Regions from separate parts of the Rattus norvegicus genome. Here region 1 is linked to region 2. Evidence: chromatin contacts called from public Hi-C data. All regions are on one chromosome and are shown on one strand. Each heading gives the region's core, a stretch centred on a gene start, on an enhancer-like site or on the middle of the called end of the contact. The rest is flanking DNA. Distances are from core to core; before and after follow the strand shown.

The links. A called contact is a pair of places that touch in the nucleus more often than the background predicts.
Region 1: a contact with region 2 is called in a Hi-C map of kidney, with 2.4 times the contacts expected there. The contact joins the promoter of Bcor here to the enhancer-like site in region 2. A contact is called at or near these places in 2 of 12 Hi-C or Micro-C datasets (kidney and liver).

The regions. Positions count from the first base shown.
Region 1 is chrX:13,354,717-13,361,827 of GRCr8, reverse strand. It overlaps Bcor (BCL6 co-repressor), which reads right to left and starts at 1,452. Exons shown (of 15, transcript NM_001191586.1): 1 at 1,224-1,452.
Region 2 is chrX:13,135,557-13,142,426 of GRCr8, reverse strand. No RefSeq gene overlaps it. Among named protein-coding and RNA genes, the nearest start is that of Bcor, 220 kb to the left of the region's middle. Within about 2 kb of position 5,111, at least 2 of the 93 cell types and tissues checked have an H3K27ac peak or open chromatin away from gene starts, as enhancers often do. A contact at or near this core is called in kidney, where this site is marked.

The sequences.
Region 1 (7,111 bases), core at 203-2,702, 220 kb before region 2:
TGGGACTACACGTGCCACGAGCCACCCTACTCGGTTCAGGGCGCTCCTAGGCTCTCTTCGTAAATAGCAGGCGCTCTTCGCCACAGCCCGGAGTCCCCGGGTTTCTGGTGGCTCTGTAGCGCAGCCTCCCGCCTGCTCCAAGCGCTGGCCCTGTGCCGCCTCGCCCTCTCCGCCTCAGCCGAGGATCGCGCCCGGTGCGCAAGTTCCTCTTCGCCTAGAGCCCTCGCGTCGCCCGCCCTCCGAGTGGGACCAACTTCCCCGGGCCGCAGACTTTCACACGCCCATCAGGGCTTCCCACCAGGTTCCCCACAGCCCAGCGGAGGGCTGAGAGCTCTGCTCGCTCCCCCACGCCGCCCCTAAACAAGCGGTCTACACTGGCTCCAGGAGGCTCCGAACTTAAAACCTACGCGAAGGGAAGAGATGGGAAAACGGGGGTGGGGGGAGTCGAATTAGAATCTTAAAAGAACATTTACAAAACAATGCATCTGACCTGGCCGGCCGGCGTACTGGCCCAGTCCGAATCTCGAGCTCTCCAAGGTTCCCTAGTAGTTTTCCCCCCGTTATTCCACGTGATTCATGCTTTGGGGCAAGCCAAGAAAAAACCCGGACTCCCCTCCGGAGTTGAGCGACGACGGTAGGTCGAGCTCGGCTCCGTCCGAGGCGCCCGCTGCACACACTAGCGCACGCACAAGCCGTCGTTCCACTCGGAGGCACCACCGGCCCCTGGAGAGGCCAGACGAAGCAAAGGCGGCTGGGGGTTTTTACAGTTCTTTTCCGAGTCGAAAAAGAAAGCAGACGGGAACCCGCCGCCCTCCCCTTCCTGCTAGCGAGGTAACGCCGAGACGAGCTTCCTAGCTTCCAGCCCAGCACCCCCCCCCCCGCGCCTGACTCCCGACGCTCGGCGACGACCGCGCTCCCGCGCAGACACACAGAGGCTGCAAACTTCCACTCGCTGAACTCTCGATCCTCCCAACCCCTCGGGAGGCGGCAGGTCCCCCGTCGAGTCCCTCCCTCCCGGGTGCCCATGCGGGGGCCGCTTAGGTTGGCTGCATTTTTAATAACTTGCAGCTCTGATGTAAAAACGAAAGCGAACAAGGTAGCTAAACCTCCCGACGGGGATCTACTGGAGTAGAAGGAGAAACCCTTTAAGGGAGGAGGTCGGCTGCAGTCCCGGCGCGCCAGCCCGCCCGCGGCCCCCGGGGAAAGGTGTTCCGGGCACTGACCTGAAATCCCCAGTCGGGAAGTAGGCAGGGAGCCCTCGATCCGGCGTTTTGAAGTTTTCCCCGGAGCGGAGTCCAGGCGGCGAGGAAGATCCGGGGGCGGCTAGCTGGCTGGCTGGGTGGACGTGTGCGGGGTCGGGAGAGGGCGGCTACGCTAAAGAGCAGAGGAGCCCGGCCGGGAAAGCGCAGCGAGCAGCAAAGTTTGGCTTCCTCCGGTGCCCGCAGTCCACTCCCAGCGCCGCGCTTGCTCGCCTCTGTCTGCAGCGGCTCTGCTGCCCTAAGGGGTCGGCCCGGCAGAGGGGTGGGCTTTGGGCCGCGTGGGGGTGGGGCGGGGCGGGGCGGGCTGCGAGCTTAGGGCAGGTGGCGACGGCCCCGCGCGATCCTCTCCTCCCGCAGCTGGACCGGGCTCCGTCAGCCTCAGCAGCTCCCGCGCCGCCGCTGCCGCCCGCGCTCGGGCAAGAGCCCCAGCGCCATGTTGACGGTTCGCCGAGAGCGCCCGCTCGGGCTGGGTGTGTGTGTGAGCGAGTGTGTTGGCCAAGTCGTCCCTCCGCGGCGACAGCGCGGCTCGGGCTCTCCGCCCGGCGACTCGCGTGGTCCCCCTCCGCCACCACCGCCCGCCTCGCTCCCGCTCTCGGTCGTGCTCTGGGTTCCGGCGCGTCTCCCCCTCGGCTTAAGAGCTCGGCCGCCGTTCAGCCCGGAGCGCGGCTCTGCCTCACCTTGCCGCTGGGAGCCCGGGCTCCGTCTGCTGCCGCACGCCGCGATCCCAACGCGTCCCCCCTCCCAGGTTCCCTCCTCTTCCTCCTCCCCCTCCCTCCGCCCGCCCTCCCTCCCTCCCAACAGCCGCCTCCCCTCCCCCCTCAGGCGCAGCGCTCGGGCGACAGCCGCCCGCCCGCCCGCCCGCCGCCGCCGCCGCCTCCAGCTCTCGCAAGTTTGAGATCCCCAGTCTCCGCTCACCCTCCGCTGCGGCGCCTCCGCGGTGGGGTTTCGGGAGGGGGTGATTCCCCAGGAAAGGTTCGCCCGACTTTCCCCGGCTGTCACCGATTCCCAGCCGGGTGCATTGGGGCCTCGCCACATCTGAACCCCAAAACATCTGGGTGGCGGGTCTTGTCGTAGTACCCCCCCCCCAACTCTACCGCCCTCTGTCCTCTCCGTCCCAGCTCCGGCCGAGTTGGCTATTCACGCCCAGCCAGGGCTCACGTCCTAGGGGGAGTGGAGACCGACTCCGCAGCGGCGACGGCTAGGTCGGCCAACAGATCCCCAGCCCCAAGAATGGGGGGCGGCGGGGGCGGCTTTTCCTGCAGCGCGCCGAGACTCCCCTTGCTACCCAGAAGGCCAGTGGAGGACCGCAATTACCATAAAGCGCCTCGCACTCCTCTCAGCCAAAGCTGTCAAACCCCAGCGGCAGGCGCCACTGCCTCCTCTCGCCACCAGCGCTGCGCTCTCCGGGCCTAGCGTCCCCTCCGAGACCCAGCCCAGCAAAGCCTGAGTGCGCGTGGGCGTCCACCCCCCACCGCACCTCGCCCCTTCTTCCCAGAGGAGCTACTTCCCCTTCAGGCGTTAAGAGCTACGTGAAAACACCACCACGGGCAACAGTGGCAGTTCCGCGCCCTTGCTCCCCGGACATTTCAATTGTGTGGGAATTGTGTAGAGGTGTGTGTGTGGGGGGGTGTTCCCGGGGACACAAGGGGGTAGGAGGACCGTAAAGGGAACCGGGATGCGCCTGAGTTTCTCCCAGTTTTTGAGCATTTCACGGCCCGGACCTCCGATGGCTGAAAGGTCTGCCCTCATCTCTCACCTCGGCCTCGTGAGAGTATCTCCCGCGTTTTATTTTACTTGGCCGGGAACAACTTTTGGCTTCACCGTTCAGCCCATAAATTTTCACTCGGTAACGTCGTGCAGATCAGGACTCGGCGGCAGTGTACAGCCTGCGCCCGCAGCAGTTCAATTCAATTGACACGTATCGAGCTTCTCCTACGCACCAGGAGCAGCTCTGGGCGCCAGAGGGGGGAAGGGCAGGCAAGCGAAAGGGGGAAGCCGAGAAGCGAGGTTCCGGCCTCCCCCGAGCGCAGAGCCTCAAGGGCAAACCCAGCTTCACTTCATAAAGCTGGCGGGAAGGGAAGTCAGGGCACCCTGGCTGGGAGCTCTGACACCGAGGCCAAAAGGTTACCCCATTCGGTGCTTCTATGGGGGTCTTTCAATTCTGGGATGGGCTGGAGTATGTCTTCTGCCTAGGAACAGGATGATGCAGGCTTGATGAGAACCTAAGTCCGAAATGGAAGTGGCTAGTAAACCCACACGGAAAGTTTTTAAATATCCTGGAGCGTCTACATGCCAAAAATTAATCAAAAGCATCTCAAGTTGATTACCAAGTCAAGGTCAAGGCCAAAATCTCATCTCTAGCTAGAAGATATTTTCCCTTTTAAAAATGACACCCATTACTGACTGTGGGACTGATATTAGGTGCAATTTTATTCATTCTGTTTTAGTTCTCAGCATACTTATAAAAACAGCCCTTCTCAAAGCAGAAGTGAAACATCTCTACCGTTTGAAACCCGAAACTTTGAACAGAATTAAATCTTCATGCTCCAGAGCTGCTTGTAACAACTGATGCAAAAGACAGGCAGGCCGGCGGGTAGTGCCTAGCTGTGCTGGCTGGGCCGCCAAGGCTTCCAGGACCAGTGCCTGCAGAATGGAATGCACGCCTTTTTCTTCCTGGTCTTTCTTGAGGGGCGGAGGGGGGTGCCTCTGAAAGCTAACCTACACATTTTTTTAATCTCCGGTAACAAGCAGAAAGACACCTGGACTATTATGCTGTAAAGCTATTTTTTATAAAGACGTTTTAGGGCTAGACATTAAAAGTTATTAGACTGAATGCATGCGAGTTACAGACACAGCTGGGGGGAAAGGCCGCTGGTTGTGTGTTGTAGAAACATTTCTTTTTGAAGCGACTCCTTTTATTCAAAACAAGTCTTAAATAACCGGGAAAGCTGGAGTTGGGCATTTGTGGGGAAACTCTGAACATGGTTCCAGGCAGAAAGGCCGCTGTGCGGCTGTGGGCTGGGCAGGAGGGCTGGCCTGGATGAACAGCACAGCAGTGCCAGGCTCATCCGGCTCAGTTAGGCCACACCGCAGAAACCCTGGCTCAATGCCCAGCCACCTTCTCTCCCCCTCTTCTCACCTCCCAATTCTCCCAGGAACAGGCTTTCCCAACGTCCAAGTTATGTTAACTGTCCAGAACTTTCAGAAAATCCAGGAGGTAAGCGTGGAGCCTGAGGCCTCTTGAGTCCTAGGGCTTCCTGAGACTGCTGACAATGGGGTCTGTTTGTCTAACTTTAAGTCCTAGAACTAAAATGAATGGGGGGGGGGTGCCGTAAGGGCGAAGCCTGCCTGCTGGAGAAATTTGATGCTGGAGACAAACAAGCCAGTAAATTCGCCTTTGACATAATTTGTGGCAGTCACCCCGTCCTTTACGGGAGTCCAGATCTCTGGACTCCACGGTGTTCTCCAGTGGGCTGGTGGGATTAAAAGCTTTCTCTTCCATCTCCTAGGGACTGCATTTTCCAATTCCGTGGGATTTTAAAAATATCTTATTAAGGGAGTCCTAAGAGGCAGGCACACAAGTGTGTATGTGTGTGTGTGGGGGGGGAGTGTTTCTGACTCACTGAGAATTAAAATGTGAGATTTTCCCAGGTCCCTAAGTGGAGAAGGATCACACCCATTGGCCTGGTTAGTCAAAATTGTTGCCTGGGGAAAGAAAGCTGTTGAAAAGCAGCCCCCTCTTATGCCCTCACTCAAAGGGATCGCTACTGGATCTGGGGGTGCACAGTGTCTGCCTCAGATGCTTAAGGTCTGGCTCTTACCTGCCCTCCCCTAAGCCCTTCTGGAGCTGACCCTGATGTCAGGCCGATTTTATATATATCCATCCTGCACTCGGAAAAGGATTTCAGTGAAAGCAAAGCGCAGTGGATGAGCAAGGGAGCGCAAGGCAAGGGAAGCTGTCATGCCAGCTGAAAAATAAATCAGCAAGGAAATGAGAAGTACTGCGAGGTGGAGCTGCGAATGTTGCCCCTCCCCCACCAGCCTCATCCCCCATGAAAAGGTCTTGTGATTATAACATATGGCTGGACTTTAGACTCCCAGGCCTTCTCCTGCAGAAGATTCTAAGCAGGCTCTGCAACTGGGCAACCAAATTGGAGCTTCTGGGGGCAAACTTGAAACCAGCCTGTCTTTGTTGAATTCTGCTGATTTTAAGACCTCCCAAACTTCCACCAGTCTGGTCACCCCTAGGTCTGGGCTAAGGCCTTGCATCTGCATCGCATGCAGAGATCCTACCTGCTGCGATTAGGGGCAATCTGGGTTCCCAACTGGGTGTGTGGCTGGGGATTCGTTTATGACAGGTATGTATAGAATGGAAATCCTAGTTCTATAGGCCACCTATAGGCCTCCTCAGCTAGTGTTTTCTGGTTGATGTTACTGGATTTATTATTGGAGTTATTGGAACACTCCATACATGAATGGTAAGGATGCATATTTTACTTTATGTAATGTTAACAATGTTAATGTTAACTATCTTTTAAAAACATACAAAGACCCCACATTTACGGGTCTTACAGTCATTTAGCAATTGAACTCCAGGCTTACCAATGGGGCTTTAAAAAAAAAAATCCATAGGGTCGAGTGTGGTGGGGTGGAGTAGGGTAGACCAATCTAGCTAGCCTGTCTTTCTTTCAAAACTCAAATGAACAATTAGGGGCCTGTCCATGACCCTAAGGGTTTTACTAATTGTGGACTACCTAAAGCTAGGTAGCTGCCTTCCCAGGCAGAAAACGGTTAGATTTTGGGTTGTGCAGCTTAAAGGTAATTGCCTTTGGAATTATGGGCTATTTGGAGGTGAGTGGTCCAAAGAACAGAACCGATATGGTTCACAGAAATAATCTCAGGAAATTCCTGATCTAGGCTAAATTTTTGTCAGGCTCTGAACTCTGGAATCTTAGTCTATCCTACTGTTGCCAAAGGCTGACTAGGTGTTGACCAGATGGCAGAAACACAGGAGGCTTTGGGAGAAGGCCTGGCCCCATCATTGAAGCCAGACGCTCCTGCAGATCAATCCTTACACTATGTCCAGGAGGGGTTCTGGTTTAGCTAGGCCCACTGGGGAATATTTTATCCGGCTTGAGGGGTGGGGTCAGTGGGAAAGTAAATGAAAGGGGGCACAGTTGCCAAGTAATTGCCTTCCCACCCAACATACCAGCCTCCCAACCAACCATTTTCAATTCTGCTTATTTCTGCTACCTGGGGACTGATGGGGTGAGGAAGGGACTAAGGACCAGCAGAAAGAAAAACAGAACTGGTGTGATCCTAAGCAATTGAGTGCCTGAGGGTACCCAGAGGGACAGAATTGGACCCAGAAGTGGTTGGTGTGGAGTGGTCACCATTTCACCTCTCCAGGCTGGGAATTCCAAAGGGTTTACTTTAAGCACTAGCACAATTTACCTGACTCCATTCTTCTCCAGGCCCAATCTGCTGTGCCCTCACCCCCGCCCCCATACCTCAGCATCTCCAGCCCTTTAGCACCCCTCCAGCCCACCCCGCCTTGTCTGGATTGCGGGGATGTAGAGTGGTTTGCGTTGTGAGGCCTAACAGAACCTTCTGTGTGGGGCAGCGGTAGGAGGAGGTTAATGCATAATGCACAGCGCCTGGAAGCCCGGCCATTAGCGGCCTGACGGTGACACAGACAAACGACTGAGAGGGAGGAGATTCAGCTCGCTCTGGAGTTTAAATATACCAGCGTGGAGGGGAAACGCCATGATTTAAAAGTGTGTGTTTGCAGACACCCGCATATATTTTAATGATTTCCAGCAGGCTGCACGTCCCAACCCTGCACCCCCCCC
Region 2 (6,870 bases), core at 3,862-6,361:
ATTTCCATCGCTCCTCGACTCCTCCTCGACTCCTGCCTAGGCCTCTGACCAAACCCTTTGCTCTATTCCTATACAACACTCATTACCTTTTCCCACTGGACAATAGCATAGCTTGTTCTGGACTTTCACAGACCTGGAACTACATGCTGCATTTTATTGTGGCTTTGGCTCACTGGAGTTCTCTCTCTCTCTCTCCACCCTCTCTCTCTTTGTTACAGGGTCTCACTACATAACCCCTGCTGTCTTGGAACTCTATGTGTAGAACAGGATGACCTCAAACTCACAGAGATTTGTAACTTTACTTTTGGCTACTTTATTGGGTTCTTTTTCCTACCACCCTCCCAACATCCCAACACTAAGCAGGAGAGATAGGAAACAGAGCATCAATCTTGTTAGACTACTTGCTGATGATTAAGGGTATCAAGTACTGTGGGGCAAATTTTGATATCTCCAACAAGAAACCTGCAACCAGCAACCAGCTACCAGCTACCAGCTACCAGCTACCAGCTACCAGCTACCAGCTACCAGCTACCAGCTACCAGCTACCAGCTACCAGCTACCAGCTACCAGCTACCGGCTACCAGCAATCAGGAGCAGGAGCAGGAGCCACTGCCATGGCCTCCCCTTTCTCTTGGGTCTATGGTATTTATATACCCTTTGAAGAGTCCCCAGAATTCCAAACATAAACTATTTTCAGCTGGCAAGAGCACACAACAAGTCACAGTCAGCTGTTGTGGACAATCTGAAGCAGTCCCATATCCCTCACCTGGGATTAAAATGAAAACGTAGTCACATAACATTTCTGTGGTTTTAAAGAAACCAAAATTCTCACTACAGAGATCCACCCACCTTCATCTGCCTCCGGAGTGCTGCCATTAAAGGTCTAGGCTATCACACCCAGTGAGGGGAGTGTTTGGGGGGAGGAGCTCATCTGTGTTCTTACACATGCTGAATAGTAGTCTATTGTCTACTGTGTTACTATTTGTTTACCCAGTCTCCTGTTGAGAGATCTTAAATTTACATACATTCTGTACAGACCTGTCTTATATTTTTGCTCTTTTTTTTTTTTTTCAAGATAGGGTTTCTCTGCGTAGCCCTGGTTGCCCTGGAACTTGCTTTGTAGAATAGGCTGGCCTCAACTCACAGTGATTCTCCTGCCTCCTCAGGGCTGGGATTAAAGGCATAGGCCACCACTGTTGGACAGTCTTTTGTTTTTAAGTTTTTCATTAGTGACAGTTCTCAGATTTACTCATGCAGCTATATATGCATGCTACCTGTGTCTTCTGCATTCCCCAGGCTTTGGCACATACCATGTGGCCCTCTGTATTTCCACAGGCTAGACTCAGAAAAGGAATTCCTGAGTTATTCTTAACACCCTTGTTTTATTCATGGCAAAGGTGACAGATTCTTTTCCAGAAACATCAGGGACCTCCTATCACTTCACAGTACCTCAACATTTGGTAATGTGCAAATGACAAGCTTTTGAAATCAATATATAAAAAGTCCTTCTGTTTTCATTTGCTTTCTCTGAATTTTGCACCTAATCAAGCACGGCCCCCTTCTCTAACGTCCTTGTTGGCATCCTTTGCCAGTTTTCTGGTGGTGTTGCTCAATATTGTTGCTCAGAAGGTATTTCTCAGAGTCTACATGTTCTTGTCTTGTTGCTTTGAAAGACAGCAAATATTTCCTCCCATTGCTGGCCATATGTTTATTCCCTTTGCCTGTTGTTTCTTTGAATAAACAAAAAGCTTAGATTTAGTGGGCATCAAATTTCTTTTCTTTTTTTTTCATTTTCTTAGTATATCATTTTTTAAAAAAATTATTTAATTTTATTTAATCATTTTTTTTACAGTCCAGATTTATCCCCCTCCCGGTCCACCCTCTGACTAGTCCATATTCCTTACCTCCCCCAACCCTTTGTCTCCATGAGGATGTCCCCTCCCCAAACCCCACCGCACCAGACCTCCCCACTCCCTGGGGCCTCCAGTCTCTTGAGGGTTAGGTGCATCTTCTCTGACTGAACCCAGGCCCAGGAGTCCTCTGCTGTATATGTGTTGGGGGCCTCATCTCAGCTGGTGTATGTGGATGGCTTCAAATTTCATATTTTACCTTTTGGTTCACATCTAAGAAATCTTCTGCCCAGCAAAATTTTAATCTTCATGGTCCCCCACCTCCACATTTGTTCTGCTTTCTCCATGCACAGGTTCCGATCATCTACTTGTCACTGTGACAAAACACCTGGCAGATACAAGATAAGGAGTCAAGGGTTTGCTTTGGCTCATGGTTTGAAGGGAAACAGCCCATCATGAAGGAGAGGTCATGGAAGCTGGTCACACTGCACCCCCAGTCAGGAAGCAGAGACAGATGGATGCTGATGATAAATGGGCTAGCTTCCTTCCTTTTTTTTTTTTTCGTGTTCAGAACCACTGTCATTGAGATGGTGACACCCACTAAGGGTTGGGCTTCTCCTCCCCAGGTAAACATCTCTAGAAAGGGAGGGAGGGGAAATTGCAGTTGAAATGTAATATATGAGAGAATAAATTAACAAAACAAATCTTTAGAAATCTTTAGAAAGATCCTCACAGTCATATGCTCCTAGATGATTCTGAATCTAGTCAAAGTGACAATGAAGATTGACTACCAGTCAAGTCCCATATATTCATTGCATTCAACTGGAGTCTAATTCCAATTTTCCCACCCTGTGCACCAGTTTTTGCTCAAACTCCATGGAAGCCAAACCTGGGTTCTAAAATGAATGATAAAAACAAAACAAAAGGGGGCTGGAGAGATGGCTCAGTGGTTAAGAGCACCGACTGCTCTTCCAGAGGTCCTGAGTTCAAATCCCAGCAACCACATGGTGGCTCACACCCACCTGTAATGGGATCTGATGCCCTCTTCTGGTGTGTCTGAGGACAGCGACAGTGTTATATACTATATATAAGTAAACACAAAAGACCTCATTGGAAGGGCTGGAAAGATGGCTCAGAAGTTAAGAACACCACTTCCAGAGGATACTGGTTCATTTTTTAGCACCCACGTGGTGGCTCACACCCACCTGGAACTCCACTTCCAGGGGACCTGATGCTCTCTTCTGACCTCCACAGCACCAGATACATATGTGGAGTATGGCATGCATGCAGGCAAAGCACCTGGACACATGAAATAAAAAGATTTAAAAGCTCATTAGAACGTCCATGAACTTTTCATTTAAGTTCAGCACATGACAGTGCCCATGTTTTAAGTGAATTTCTACATGTCGGTGAAGTTAAAACAGTCCTGAAATAGAGCATCACTTGTACCTCAGCACTGCTCTGGGGGGAAAGGTCTTCTGTAGTTCAGGAGAACTTGAGATTCCCTTGCCTCAGCTTCCCAAGTACAGGGATTAAAGGTATGCGCCAACATACCCAGCTCACCCATTCCTTTTAAAACATTACATCTCTCTCTCTCTCCCTCTTTTCTCTCTGTCTCTCTGTCTCTGTCTCTCTCTGTTTGTGTCTGTCTATGTCTCTCTAGCTATCTGTCTACCCACTTACCAATCTATTGTATGTGTATGTACACACACACACACACACACACACACACACACACACACACACACACAAGCACACACATGCTCTTGTTCATGGAGTAAATGTTTAGGTCAGAGAACAACTTGTATGAGTTGTCGGTTCTCGATTTCAATCGTGTGGGTTTTGGAGAGTGAACCCAGATTGTTGTGCTTGGTTGCAAGCACCCTTACCTACTGAACCAACTTTTGAGTCTTTTTCCTTAGCTTCTAAATTGAAAGATTCACCGATGCTTAAGTGTGGCTGGCTCGTGGATGGAGTGAGATGCAATTTCCCTTAACTGAGTAGGGAGTACTCTGTTCGGTAGCAGGATGTGTACCCTATCTCCGGTTGGGTTACAGGACAGCCTAGTTCACCATACACCATATTAGTGTCTACATTATTTCTTGTTATGTGCAATGTATGTGTGTGATATATATGTGTGTGTGGTGGGGGAGTCAGGCATACTGCTCCGTCACTCTCTGCCATATTCTTTTGAGACAAGGTCGCTCATTGAACCTGGATCTCGGCTGATGGACACTAAGCCCCAGCTATCTTTCCATCTCTGACTCCTGTGCACAGTTATATGGGGTTCAAAGTATGTGTGACCAAGCCTGGATTTTCACATGGGTTCTGGGAATTTGAACCTAGGTCCTCCTATTTTTAAGTGCTATTACCTGCTGAGCCATCTCTCCAACCCCCCTCAAAGTGTTTTAATCAAAACCTGAAAGAACAGTCTACCAAGATGGTTCACCATGCAGGTAAGCATGTATAATCACTACCTCTGCCAATTAGCTTGCCTTTCTATGTCTTTGGCTAGGTGCCTCTTGGAGAGAGCAAAGGCAGAGGTTATTCACCCCTTAGCTCTTAGCTTTGTTTTGCTTGCCAGGTTGCCTGTGAAAGTGGTTTGGGATTGGAGCCAGTTGGAACAGCACTCTGCTGCCCTGCTAACCAACCAAGCAGTGACAGAAGTGACAATTTCTCCATCAGAATTTCATTCCAGAGTGATTTACTTACCACACTCTCAGGGCCATACTTGACATTGGCTTTTATAGCACATTTGGGTCTCCTGTATCCTTTGAGAATCCTATTTGCGAGACTGTACTATGTGGATGACATAGATGACCCTACTCAATCTATCATCTGCTAGGCCATCTGTAGTGGTCATTGTTAATTGTCAACTTGACAGACTCTAGAATCATGAGGGAGATGGACCTCTGGATATCCCTGTAGGGAGTTATCTTGATTACATTAATTAAAGTTGGCTAAAACCATTCTCTGGACACAGGGTATCATATCAATCCAGAATCAAAAAGTTCCTTTTTTCTTTTTGGTTTTTCAAGACAGAGTTTCTCTGTGTAACCTTGGCTGTCCAGGAACTTACTTTGTACACCAGGCTGGCCTCGAACTCACAGAGATCTGCCTGCCTCTGCCTCCTGAGTGCCCGATTAAAGGCATACACCACCACCACCTGGCCAAGTTTCATAGAATTTGGTCTGGGGAGATGGTTCAGAGGGTAAAGGCTTTTGCTGCCAAGCCTGTCAAACCTGAGTTTCATCCCTGGAACCCACATATTAGAAAGAGAGAACCCACTACATGTAAGCTGTGGCGCAAGCGTACATACCTCCCCCACCCGAATAAACAAAGAAATGCAATAAAATTTAGAAAATGTTTCACAGAACGTGGTGATGCAATATTGTAATGAAAATGTCCCTAACATTCTAGGAGCCTGGAACTTTTTCTGGACCTTACAGCCAGAGTTAATAATACACCTTGAGGTCATTTAAAACTCAAGATTGCTATCCTACCGTGGACTCAGCCTGTTTGTTTAACCTACTTTTAGGAGAACAATGTAACAGCCAACCTTATTTGCCTTGAATTTCCCATTAGCTTTTACAACCTAAGCTTATGCCTAACTGTACTCTTAAATTATGCACTCTTCCATGCCCCTGACCCAAAATTATGCATTTGTATCATTTGCCGAAAGTGGCAAACACAGAGGTTGGAAGCGATCTTATAAAATTAATATCTACCATAAATGTTGAACACAACATACGGATATTGCTTGATAAACAACGATGTTTGTTATCCGGGTCAGTTGGGGTCAGTTGGAGCCAGAGACTTAATCCCTTGTGGACTCTGTTAAAGATTTCTGTAAAGTGTCCTTCACTCTGTCCACATATGATGGTTTCTGTGCTGTTCTATAAGAGACAGAGCAAAGCCTTTCATTAGGGGCACACCCAGACATTCGGACACAGGGACAGAGTCACAAGACATTCTTCAGGCAGGCACAAATTTTGACTCATACAATAGGAAGCAAAAGGACTGAAGACATGGGGAGGTAAATGTAGAAAACGCAAATCTGGACTTGCTCTTGGTTAAATGACACCGAGAGGAAGTGCTTTGATTTCTTTCCTTAATGTGACACCGATGCATTGCTGGTGACTCAGACTTTATTATTAATGTGTTCAAATGGACTACAATAGAACTCACCTGAAGCTCCTGGAGGGGGGCTGTCTTTAATCCCTTCCTATTTGTTGCCTTGGAAAGGGTCACCTTGATCAAACGTTGACATGTTCTAGATTACAAGGACTTAATTGTATTTTTGTTTTCCATTTCAGCTGCGCAGACTGACTTAAACTGTCTTTCCGCCATTTAGTGGTCATTGTTCTCTGTCTGTAGTTGTGTCTTCCTCTTTCTGTATTTTACTCCCATCTCTTATTCTTGGTAAGTCTCACATGGGCCTGGCAGTAATTCCTACTGGTTTTGTTGCCGCTTCATTTCATGGCATTCTGCCAGGACCCAGCCAAAGTATGGCTTTCTCATCCAAATACCAGCTGAGCATGCAAGCTGACGACGGTCAGCTCCAGTGTCGGTGACCAATAGTTGGTGACTGGTATCTTCTACAATATAGTCAGTCAATTTGCTGATCTGTTACCTTGGCTGTCATACATATATCTGGGACCAGTTCACAGGCACATAAGAATGGACGATTTTATCATTTATTTTATTTTATTATTATTCTTTTAAATTATATTTATTTGTGTTGGTAGAGGGCATTCCATGGCCCGTGTGTGGAGGTCAGAGGATGACTTTTGGGATGGTTCTGTCTTTCTAGTATGTGGGTCCTTCCATATTGAACTCAAGTCATTGAAACTTGCTGGAAATGCTGCTCCTGAACCGACTCACCAGGCCCTGACATTAGATTCCTTTTGTTTGTTTGATTGTTTTATTTTATTTTGTTTTCTGAGACAGGGTTTCTCCGTATAACAACACTGACTGTCCTGGAACTCACTCTGTAGACCTGGATGGCATCGAACTCACA